Linked DNA regions of Sus scrofa: all the other regions are linked to region 1. A link is a contact called in public HiChIP or PLAC-seq data. All regions are on one chromosome and are shown on one strand. Each heading gives the region's core, a stretch centred on a gene start, on an enhancer-like site or on the middle of the called end of the contact. The rest is flanking DNA. Distances are from core to core; before and after follow the strand shown.

Region 1 (3,959 bases), core at 356-2,855:
CGTGGCACGGTGTAGGCTAGCCTGCTCTTGGACATTTAGCTTTTTGACTGTTGGGAACAACACCAGATTAGTGACCTTGTGTGTACAAAATAGAGTCCACCTCACCTCTCACTCTGCATTCAGGTGCTGTTATTGTCATTTTCTCTGGCTAGGTTCCCAACCATGGATTTCTGAGCCAAAGAGTAGAAAAACAAGGTTAGGAGTTCTTTGAAAGGCCAGAGGTTTGGGTTTGACTCATAAGAAACTGAGAAGCCATGCTAGAATCTGAGAGGTTCACATGGTCAGAGTGCCTGCAGGGCTGTTGAAGTAGACATTTCTCAGGAAATGGGGAAAAATGGATACCTGGGAATATAGCTTCGGTCCACACCGGAACCCTCCCTTCTTCCTTTGCTCCAGTCTTTCTTATCCTCTGTATCTTTCCACTGCATGCAGATACTTGTTCTTTTCAGGCATATACTCACTCTCTCACTCACTCATTCACCCATTCACTTACTCATTCAGTGGTGACTCTAGTTGGTGGCATATATGGTCAACAGAAACAGCAACTCCGCTGTCCTCAGGGAGTGTGTAGCATCATGACAGACACAGCACCAAGGAACAAACCAACCTAATTCACTGGAATGACGGTTAAAAAGGGAACCCCAAGGGACCCCCTCTACTGTCTTGGAAGCCAGGGGCGGCTGATATATGAGGGATGGCAGCAGGTTACCAGGTGAAATTGACAATGCAGATGAAAAGAAGGGTGTGGGCGCAGGAGAGAGCTTGGTAAAGTAAGGGTAGAAGTTCACCAGGAACCTCCGTGGGGGTGGCACTGTGGCATAGATGGTAGGCAGAAAAGGCAGAACCCCGGTTTATCCGTGCTCAGTAAGAAGTGAAATTGGCGTTAACCAAAGAGAAGTCTCCACCTGTTTCTTCAAGGATGATCAAGGACTGATAGTAATTTTGTTTAACTGTAGCTTTTTTTGAGATTGAATTCATATATCATAAGATCCGCCCATTGAAAGTATTCAGTTCAGTGGTGTTTAGTATATTGCATATTGCGTAACTCCCACCACTGTCTAATGTTAGAACGTGTTCATCACCTCAGAAAGGAGCCCTGCACCCATTAGCAGTCACCCCTCATTCTGCATCCCCCCCCCCCCCCCAGTTCTTGACCACCCCACGTTACTTTCTACCACCATGGATCTGCCTAGTCTGGACATTTCACATCAGCTGAGTCATGCAGTGTATGGGGGTTTTACCACTGGCTTCTTTCCCTCAGCATAATGTTTTCAAGGTTCATCTGGGTTGGCGTATGAATCAGTACTTCATTCCTTTTGTGGCCAAATAATGTTCCATTGTATGAACAGATCACGTTTTGTTTATCCACTCATCAGCTGGGAGACATCTGAGCTGCTTCCTCTTTTTAGCTGTCTTGAGGAACGTGCATGTTCAAGTTGTTACCGTGGACCAATGTTTTCATTTCTCGTGAGTGTCTTCCTAGGAGTGGAATTGCTGGGTCGTAGGATAAATGGGTTTAACATTTTGGGGGAGCTGCCAAACTGTTTTTCAGAGTGGCTGCACCATTTTACAGTTCCACCAGCAGCGCTGGGGAGTTTCATGTGTCCACATCCTGTTTGTCACTGTCTGCTGTTTTGATCTTAGTCCTCCTAGATGCAATGAAGTGCTGTCTCATGGTGATGTGCATTGCTGTTTCCCTAATAGCTAATGACCTAGAGCAGCTTTCCTCGTGCTTTTTGGCCATTTGTGTATTGTCTTTGGGGCAATACCTACTCAAATCCTTTGCCATCTTTATTTATTTTTTATTTTATGTTAGTGAATACTCACTAGCACTATGACTTTTATTTAGCACCATATTTTTAGGTATAGCATAATGCCCAGCACCCCGTACATTAAATCACCTTGTCAAAAGAAAAAGTGTATTGAATTTCATATGAAGCCAGTTGGGGTGCATTTACCTTACATCCATTTACTAAGCGTTAGCATTGGTGGAGCATATCGAGGAACATTTTCCAATCTGGAAGAAGGGCAGCGGGAGTCCCAGGTGGTTTCTAGACTGCGGAAGAGGGTTAACCTTGAAACTAGGGCTTTTGCTGTTTTTAAATGGGGATATTGGGGGGGTATCATTGAGTCATAAGGGTTCTTTATATATACTAATATATTATAAAACCCTCATCAAATATGTGCTTTGCAGTATTTTTTTCCCATTCTGTGGGTAGGTAGTCTTTTCATTTTCTTGATGGTGCCTTTTGAAGCACAAAAATTTTTTGTGGGTTTTTTGTTTGGTTGGTTTTTGTTTTGTTTTGTTTTTTTGGACTCTTGCCTTTTTGGGGCCGCACTCATGGCGAATGGAGGTTCCCAGGCTAGGGATTTAATCGGAGCTGTTGCTGCCAGCCTACACCAGAGCCACAGCAACTCCAGATCTAAGCTGTGTCTGCGACCTACACCACAGCTCATGATAGGCACCACTGGATCCTTAACCCCCTGAATGAGGCCAGGGATTGAACCTGCAACCTCATGGTTCCTAGTCAGATTTGTTTCCGCTGCACCCTGATGGGAACTCCTTGAAGTACAAAAGTTTTAAAATTTTAATGAAGTCCAGTTCAATCTAAGTTTTCTTTTATCTCTTCTACTTTTAATGTCCTAAGAAAACATTACTTAATCTGTGGTTCCAAAGATTTACTCCTATATTTGCTACTATGAATGTTATAATTTACCTCTTACATTTAGGTCTATGATCAATTTTGAGTTAATTTTTGTATATACCAAGAGGTTGGAGTTATACCTTTTTTTTTTTTTTTTGCACATGGATGCCCATTTGTCCCAGCGTAAAAGTCATGATTTAAGGTTGATAAAGCCTCCAGACAGAAAAAAAAAAAAAGTATCTCCTTTTCCTCCATCATTCCCAGAAGATATTCCCTTCAACCAGTGAGAAGCAGCTGTTGAGCAGCTCTCTGCTGGTCTCAGCAAGGCCTTGGTTCAGAGACAAGGAAACCAAGATGGAAGCCTCAGCCAGTAGAGATTCAGCATCTGCCCGCCCGTTCATCCCTGGGCCCTGGCAAAGTTCCCGGGGAGCCCAGCATAGGCACGCTCAGTTCAGAGTCATAGCCCCCGGTAGGACTTTCCAGGGCTTTCTTCTCTTAGGTACCTCCACTGTGTTCCAGGAGGGCTGGGCGTGACTGGTGTTCCTTGAAAGGCTAACCCATTCCAGGAGCTTGGGACCAGTGAAAGGCATGGGTCCTCTGATTGTGTCTTCAGTCTGCCACTTAGGCTGGGCAAGCAGGAGGTCTTAGCCTAGTTCAGGGTTCTTTAAATTGCCATCAGAATGAATGTGGGAGGAACAGCGATGTTTACATTGTTTGGGCATCTTCTGTAATTAAGGGCTTATTATAAGAGTAACAGTGTAACAACAGCTGACACGTATTGACAACTCACACTAAGTGCTGGTTGTCACGTAATCCTCACAACAGGCCTGAGGTAGGTCCTGGTACCATTCTCATTTAATGGGTGAGAAAACTGGGTCTCCGAACAGTTAGGTGACTTGCCCAAGATCACAGATGGTTCCTGAGACTCCCAAGTCTAACTCCTTTACGACTTCTCTTGTCTTAATCTTACTCACTTCTTCACCTCGGGACTCAGGATAGTAACTGGGAAACAGTGGGTGCTTCATTAAAGAACAACACAAGAGGTAAGAACTGGGACTCCAGCCTCGCTGCCTGGATTCTGATCCTCTTGAAACCCGATGATGCCCCAGTTTCGCCATCCATAAACTAGAGGTAGTGCTTGTCTCCCATTCAAGAGGTTGTGAAACTTAAATGAAGATTTCTTGACACATAGCGGTTGCTCAGTAGATTTTAGCTATTTTATTAATGAGCCTTAAATATAGTCAAGAGCTTGAACCTGTGCTCCCAATCCTCACTAGTCATATGACCTTCGATAAGTTATTTTAACTTCCCTGT
Region 2 (3,897 bases), core at 506-3,005, 300 kb after region 1:
AGGAAAAGCACTCAGATGTGTCTCTCAGCACAGTGGTCGGGGCCTCGGGGTCCAAAGCTGGACCAAGGCCCCAACTTCAGCTCTGGCTCTTAAGAGATACTTGACTTCACCTCTCTTGGCCTCAGTTTTCTTATCTATAAAATGGAGCGAATGACACTGCTCACATTGTCCAGTGGCTGTGACAATTTTAGAATTTGTGTGTATAAAGCCCCTTCACACAGGGGTGGTCTAGCGAGCGCCCTCCAGTGCGATAACAGTTAATGCTCTTGTGTCACTTGTCACAACCTATTTTGCAGGTAGTGGTCCCTGGATATGGTGAGCTCTGGGCACGTGGCGGCCGGTATTGTCAGAATGAGTGGCTTTGTTGGAATAAGTTGAGCCATGCCTTACCCTCCAGCCGACAGGGCAGTGCCAGGGCTAGGCTTGTGTTTCCTTTTGTGTCCCTTCCTCCACTCCCTGCTCCTCCTAGAGCCCAGGCCCCACTCAGAGTGGATGTCCTGACACCCATCCTAGAAAACCCAGGCCCCTGGAAGGATATTCATGGATTAATCCATCAGCTGAGTACTTGGACCAGCAGTAACAGTTCAGGAACTGAATTGGCTCAGCTGGGGTCTCTGTGCAGGATGCAGATGGAGGCTGAGAGGTTATGAACTGGTCTTAGGGTGATGGTCAAGACTTGAGGGCCAAATGGGCAGTTGAGAGATGACTCAAGGGCCAGTCACAGGCCTGGGTTGTATCTGAAGGCAAAGTGATGCTTGATGGTCAAAGGCTTTCACGGAAGCCATTCTGGAAGACTAAAGAGAACGTCAAAAATGCACCCCCCTGAGTGTCGGGGGCCCCCAGAAGCCCCCTGGCTTAGCGGGGATGGTGAGTTACCTGGCACGTTCAGCATCCCCAGCCTCGGCGAGTCTTGAAAGAGTGAGGCCATCAAAAGCCCCCACCTGGGAATCAGGGAAGCCAAAGAAGTCCCCCTCTTGGTCATTCTCCCTGTATGCAAGGGGCGCTCAGGGACAGCCCCCGTAGACCCCAGGGGGCAAGTTGGAGGAGATGGGCAGGGTGCCACTGACACACTGGCCCCAGCAAATCAGCGTTGCCTGAGTTACGGGAGAGGCAGTGAGCACACCGCTGGTCCTCTGTGGCGTGAGCAACAGAGGGAACTCCAAGACCTGAGGAGAGCCTGCCCAGCAGAACTTTCTGCGGTGGTGATAGTGTTCTCTTTCCGCGCCGTCTGGTGTAGCAGCCACTGGCCACATGTCTCGCAGCTGGAAGATGGCTAGTGGGACCAAAGCACTGACTTTTTAGCCATGTTTCATTTTTATTAGATTCCCTGGAAGTGGCCACTTGGGGCTCTCATGCTGAGCAGCACAGCTGGGGGACATCCCCTGGAAAGAAGTCGTCAAAGCCAGCCGGGCTCCCGCCAGGCTCCTTTTGCTCAGCGGCTCCAAGAGCTCCCTTGCAGCCTTTCCTTTAATGATGGGTGGGGGGAGCATGCGTGCTTGTGCGAGCCTCCTCGGAGGCTGCGGCAGGCGGCAGCGCGGCAGCCCCAGCACAGGGAGGCGTGCTTCCAGCACGTTCTGAGTCACACCTCTCCTGGCGAGGGGCACCTTCCCGGTGACAGCTTGTCTCCCGTGGAGAAGCCACCAGGCTCTGCTCTCCGAGGCCGGAGAACCCGGGCGTCTGTGGCCGCCTGTGCTGTGGGAGCCGTTGCTGGAGAGATGGCGGCTGTTGCCCAGGTAACGCCCCTCCCAGCCGGCCGCGCAGAGGGCGAGGGCTGCAGTGGAGTGGCTGGCTCTTCCGCATGCACGGGAGGCGGGAGGCTCTTCCTGCCAGGCGCTGTTGTTTCAGGGGCGGGTGGGGCTTAGTCACAGATACCAGCAGCCCTCCTAAGTCCTGCCTGCTCTGGATCACTCACCCTCAGGACTTGGTAGGTGCTAACAATGAGAGCTGCTCTTTAGCCAGGAGGGGGGCTAAGTGTAGCTGTCATCTGGTGGAACAGGCACAGCAAGCCTTTGATAGTGGTTGTTCTCCTCCCACGTTGCAGGCGAGGAAAGTAAGGTGCCGGGAATAGCCTGTAAGTTCCGTGAGCGCTGGGGCCTCTCTGCTTTGCTCAGCATGGGTGTCCTGAGCGCCGAAGCCCATGCTTGGCCCCCCACAGTGCAAGGTTCCGGTCATTATTGTAGGGCGATTGGCTCGATGGATAATGCGCGGGTAGGTGATGGATGGGTAGGTGGCTCGGTGGTGGGGCGGATGGATGGGAAGATGGATTAAGTGAATGGGAGGATGTGTGAATGAAGCAGAGCTGCGATGTGAACTGAAGGCTGCCGGTTGCAAAACCTGCGCTCCCACCACGAACTGCCTCTGGCTTTGCTTCAGGTCCCCCACCTGCCTGGGTTGGGATTTCTTTTTAAAACGTCTTAATTTTACGGTGAATTACATACCGTAACCCCCCCCCCCATTGTCAGCGTATGATTCGGTGGTTTTAATAAAGGTGTACAGTTGGAGAGTATTTCCATCGTCCTAAAAGGCGCCCTCATATCTGTGAGCAGTCTAATCGCTATTGCCAGCCCCCCACCCCGGGCAATAACTCTTTCACTTTCTGTCTCTATCAATTTGCCTTTTCTAGACATTTCATATAAAAGGAATCATCCGCTATGTCTTTTGCATCTGGCTTCTTCCACTTAGCAGAAGGTTTGTGAGGCTCCTCTGTCTCGTGGCATGCAGGAGTAGTTCCATCCTTTTTACTGCCAAATACTATTCCATTGTCTGGATATACCATGTCCTGCTTACCCATTCATCAGTTGATGGACATCTGGGTTGTTTCCAGTCTGGTGCTGCTGTGAATAATGCTTCCGTGGCCACTGGTGTGCGTGTCTTTATGTAGAATCTGTTTTTATTTCTCTTGAATAGATTTCCAAGAACAGAATTGCTGGGTCATATGGTAAATTTGTTGAACGTTTTAAGAGACTGTCAGACTGTTTCCCGACGGTGCTGTCCTGATTCTTGGTCCCGGCTGCAGTGCACGGGGATCCCAGCTTCTCCACAACCTTGGCGACCCTTGGTGACATCCTTTCTTTTGGTGACAGCCAGCCTGGCGGGGTGGAGCCATGTCTCTTAATGGTCTGAGCCTGCGTCTCCCTGACGGCTCGTTATCCTGACCTGCGTTGTGCTCTCACTTCTTGGCTGGGCTTGACCTTTTCAGCCGTGGGTTGGTGACCTTTTTCTTTAAAGGCTCAGATCACAAATGTTGGGGGCTGTCTGGCCCACATTCAATTCTGTCACATATTCTTTGTTCAAATGGATCCGGCAGCCCATCCACGCCAGACATGGCAAGAGGCTACCCACCCCTCCCAGTGAAGCGGGCTCCGCAGAAGGTCCACACTGCACAGCCAGGGGCTGGGCTCCTGGGAGTCGGGGTTCTCGAGGCGCGTCCCCATCCTGGCCCCACCGTGATTCATCACCACATGAGCTCATCAGAGTTCCTGGGATGAAATGTGTAATTTGTCACCCACGGCAGAGAACCTGGGCCCCCACGGTCCTGGCAGGCCTCTCTCTGCCCTGTGGCTGCCCTGTGCCAGGGCTCAGAGCCTTTTCTGGTGATCAGCCACCTTCCTGTCACCTCTCAAACAAACTGGTCCTGCTGTACAGCACAGAGAACTCTATCCAATCACTTGTGATAGAACATGATGGCAGATAATATAAGAAAAAGAACGTGTACATGTGTGTGACTGGGGCACTTTGCAGTATAGCAGGAATGGACAGAACTTTGTAAATCAACTATAATAAATTTTTTTTCAAATTAACAAACCATCTGCCCTCAGGTCTCTGCCTGAGGGTCTGCTCCTGGGGCAGGTCCCCCCCAGGGTTGCTGTGAGGATGGACGGAGATGCTGCCCCAAAG
Region 3 (4,033 bases), core at 9-2,508, 360 kb after region 1:
CCCTTCATTCATTCACTGAGCAAGAACCTTGAAAACGCTGCTGAGTGAAAGATGGTCAGGTCCACAAATTATAAGACTCCAGCCATCTGAGCGTCCAGCACAGGAAATGTATGGTGGCAGAAAGTCAGCTAAGAGTTGCTTAGGGCCGAGGGGTCGGGGAAAGGCCAGTGAGAGCTGCGGGGTAGAGGTTTCTTTTTAGTGATGACAACACCTAACATCGACTGTGGTGTTGCCTGCACAGCTCTGTAAATAAGCTAAAAACCATATGTACACTTGACTTAGGTGGATTGTATGGTATGTGAATTATGTCTCAATAAGCCAGTTTTTTAAAAAAAGTATACATTAAGCACCTCCTGTGTGCCTGGCACACTGCCTCCACTGCATACAGTCAGGGAAGAGGCAGCCATTAGACAAATAATCCCACACAGCTTTTTTTTTTGGCTGCACTCATGGCATGAGAAAGTTTCCAGGCCAGGGATTGAACCCGAGCTCTGGCAGCGATCTGAGCCACAGCAGTGACAACACCAGATCCTTAACCTGCTCAGCCACCAGGGAGCTCCCACAAACCTGTAAGCACACAACAGTGGTGCACAGAGCTAAAATGGAGCGAGCCCAAAATGGCCAGCCGGGAGGGAGATGGAGGAGGGAACAGCCATCCAGGCAGAGGAAGGGCAAGGGCGGAGGCCCTGAGGCAGTGTCTGGCCTTGGAAGGAACAGACTCTTAGGAGGCAGAAGTGTGGGGTCCCTGGCAGCAGGAGAGACAGGCAGGGCCCCTTAGGTCCTAGTCCTCGCAGTAGAAGGTTCCAGAGCAGAGGCTGAGTCTTGGGGAAGGGGGATATGATAATTTGGGAGTAGTTTCCATAAGCCCTGGGCTTTCAGTGGAAGGGACCAGAGGGAGCAGAGGTTGAGGTGGGAGGGACCTAGCTCCTCCTCCCGCATTCTCTTAAAATGTGCTTTCTCCCCGGGAGGGAGCTTCCTGTTACTGAAACAGGAAGTAAAGGCTGCTTCGCCAGCAGCCGGCGGAGAGCGGGCTGAGGACAAAGGGCCGGGAGGAAGCCGGGATCGGAAGGCGGCTGGCTCGGCTCACACCTTTCTGGCTCAGTGCACACCTGTCTGCCTCTAGTGGCCAGGACAAGACCGAGAGGAGGGCAGGGCAGCAGCTCTAACGCCCCAGATGTCCCAGCTGCTGCAGAACGAGGCTGGGGTTGCACCAGGCCGAGCTGGGGGCGGAAGGCAGCGTTCGGGGACTCCGGGCCCGTGACGTCAGTGTTGCCATGGAGACCCCCGCTGCCATCCGCACGTGTTGCAGCTTCAGGAGACCCTCGGGCTGGCGGGGACGGCTCTGCGGGGTTGAGGGAAGCTGCGAGACAGCCCTGGACCCCACCCCCACCCCCCAGGCCTATGGCTCTGCCCCCGAGGGCGGCCCGCGAGAGGGCAGGGTGCCAGTACCAGGAGGGGCTCCCTCCAACCCTCCATCCGCACCCCGAAGCCCGTCGACCAGACACATCTCCTCTCTTGCAGTCAGGGAGATGCCTTGGCGTAAAACGGCTCCGGCCTCCTCCGCGGCCCTTCCCCCAGTAGCGGCCCCCCCGCGCCCCCACACTCCTAGCGCCGTTGTTTTATCTCTAATGGCCCTTGGTTAAGGAACCTTTCCCGAGGCCTCCGAACACTGCCAGCTCCTGGGATCCTCAGCCCGGACCCAGCGAGGGGAGCTGGCCCCCTGCACAGGGATGGAGCCTGCCGGGGAAACGCGGTTCTCTTTGTCTCTAAATCTTGTTTCCCGATGGCCTTCTTTCCAATTTCTCTTTCTTTTTCTGGAGGTTCCCCGGGCCGGGGACTGAACCCAAGCCACCGCGGTGGCACGAGAGACTTCCTCCAGTTTCTTAAAGACACCTTTGGTAGCAAAATGTCCAGGCTACTTGAGAACTTAAATTTCACCTTCATTTCATGCCTCTTCCCCTTCCTGAGTCCCTACCTCCTCCTAAGTGGGGTGGGGGGGAAAGAAAGCTTGAAGGTAGATGCGGACTAAAGTGTTTTTGTCCTTGACCTTGTCTGGTCATTGTTGGCTGGCCACGGAGGTGCTGATTAAAAAAAAAAAAAAAAGCACAAAAGCACTAGCTAGAATTTGGGAGTTGTTTTATGTGAGGCCATGACTGAGGCCAAGAAGGCAGCCTCTCAGCGCTGAGGGACTGTCCTTAGGGGACATGGAGGAGCCAGGATACACAGGAGTTTTGCGGGCGGGGGGAGGAAAAGAAGCAAAAACATATAGTAGAGAGATTATAAAAGACTACTGCTAATCGCTCAAACCGGACATTGTAAATTAATGATTTTGGTGCCTTTCTATGTATGGGGAGATGCTGGAGTCTGGGCTTGATGAAATCATTCCTTTGATAGGCATCCTTAACTCTCTAGGGCCAAGTACCCTGTTTTTCTCCAGCCCCGATTCCCCTCAAGGTGCATCATTAGGAGTTCCCTTCGTGGCTCAGTGGCTAATGAACCTGACTGAGATCCATGAGGTTGTGGATTCGATCCCTGGCCTTACTCAGTGGGTTAAGGATCCAGCATTGCTGTAGGTCCCAGATGAGGCTAAGATACCGCGTTGCCCTGGCTCTGGCGTAGGCCGGCAGCTACAGCTCGGATTCAGCCCCTAGCCTGGGAACCTCCATATGCCATGGGTGTAGCCCTAAAAAAAGGGAAAAAAAAGAAAAAAAAGATGCATCATTAGCTGATGGCTTGATGGCAACTTTGTTGACTGAAATGACAGGATTTTTTTTTTTTTTTTTTTTTTTTTTTTGGTACACGCGTGTGCTCATAGCCCAAATGTGTGCTTTGGGAGGAACAGGGTGGGGGCCGCAGAAGTGAGGGTCCCCGTGTGCATTCCCCGAGGCTGCCTCCTCCTGAGGCCCATCTCCCACTGCTTCCTGCCTCGGGGTGGGGTGGGGTGGTGTCTCCCTTTTGGATGGGATGATAGTGGGAAACTGTCTCAGGATTGCTTCCTTCTTGGTGCCCTTGTGACTCCTGGAAACTCACACCTCCCTGACCTACAGTTTAGCTCTTCATTGGTCTGGGGACATTTGGGTTGTTTCCCCACCGGTATTTTTTAAAGCTTCCAGGTGATTCTGACGTAATCAGTCATGACAAATGAGGCCTCGGACCAGCGTTTCTCAATCCTGGCTGCGTTAGAATCACCTGAGAGCTTTCGGAGTTCCTGTCGTGGCTCACTGGTTAACGAATCCGACTAAGAACCATGAGGTTGCAGGTTTGATCCCTGGCATGGCTCAGTGGGTTAAGAATCCAGCGTTGCCCTGAGGTTGCAGACCTGGCTCGGATCCCGTGTTGCTGTGGCTCTGGTGTAGGCCGGCAGCTACAGCTCCGATTCGACCCTTAACCTGGGAACCTCCATATGTGCGGAAGAGGCCAAGAAATAGAAAAATGACACACACAAAAAAGAAGAATCACCTGGGAGCTTTTAAAAAACACTAGGATGGCTGGCGCCCCCTGCAGACCCGCTTGGTCAGACTCTCCGTGGGTGGGACCCAGGCTGCAGAATCATTTCCAAGTCTCTGCTGCCCTCTGGTGGCAGAACTGACAACAGCCCTCGTTACTGGGCACCACCCTCTCCGGGACTGGCTTGCCTGTCCACTGGGCACCCAGAAGGCCAGTCCTGGGCGTCTGGGGACCCTGTAAAGCTCTCCATATCCCACCTCCCCCGCTGTGCTTCCTGGCTGACTTTGCATGGCCTCATATCTGGAAGAACAGATGAGAGTATTAGAGAGGGGGCACTGGCCAGCAGACGACTCCACTTTGTATGGCCTTGAACAAGCCAATGAACGTGAGCCTTGGTTTTCCTGGTTCTCACTTGAGGATCACCACCGCTCCCTCTGACAAGTCCCCAAGATGCCAGGAACGACCCAGGGCAGCTGTCTCACCCTCGGGCACTGCTGACATTAGCGGCTGGGTCATTCTGTGTTCTGGGCTTGGTAGGCTGTCCAGCAGCAGGCCTGGGTTCCAGCCACGGGCTGCCAATAGCACC

Evidence for each region. HiChIP or PLAC-seq counts read pairs in DNA pulled down with a chosen protein or histone mark.
Region 2: a contact with region 1 is called in an H3K27ac HiChIP or PLAC-seq map of alveolar macrophages. The contact joins two enhancer-like sites. A contact is called at or near these places in 1 of 5 promoter capture datasets (fetal liver) and 1 of 2 datasets of contacts at active chromatin or transcription factors (alveolar macrophages).
Region 3: an H3K27ac HiChIP or PLAC-seq map of alveolar macrophages shows a contact between it and region 1. The contact joins two enhancer-like sites. A contact is called at or near these places in 3 of 5 promoter capture datasets (fetal skeletal muscle and liver), 1 of 47 Hi-C or Micro-C datasets (fibroblasts) and 1 of 2 datasets of contacts at active chromatin or transcription factors (alveolar macrophages).

What each region holds. Positions count from the first base shown.
Region 1 is chr6:7,004,482-7,008,440 of Sscrofa11.1, reverse strand. It overlaps a transcript of BCO1 not described here. Among named protein-coding and RNA genes, the nearest start is that of GAN, 17 kb to the right of the region's middle. Within about 2 kb of position 1,605, at least 14 of the 83 cell types and tissues checked have an H3K27ac peak or open chromatin away from gene starts, as enhancers often do. A contact at or near this core is called in alveolar macrophages, where this site is marked.
Region 2 is chr6:6,703,634-6,707,530 of Sscrofa11.1, reverse strand. All of the region lies in intron 3 of CMIP (C-Maf-inducing protein), which reads left to right. Among named protein-coding and RNA genes, the nearest start is that of PLCG2, 100 kb to the right of the region's middle. Within about 2 kb of position 1,755, at least 38 of the 83 cell types and tissues checked have an H3K27ac peak or open chromatin away from gene starts, as enhancers often do. A contact at or near this core is called in alveolar macrophages, where this site is marked.
Region 3 is chr6:6,640,731-6,644,763 of Sscrofa11.1, reverse strand. No RefSeq gene overlaps it. Among named protein-coding and RNA genes, the nearest start is that of PLCG2, 40 kb to the right of the region's middle. Within about 2 kb of position 1,258, at least 52 of the 83 cell types and tissues checked have an H3K27ac peak or open chromatin away from gene starts, as enhancers often do. A contact at or near this core is called in alveolar macrophages, where this site is marked.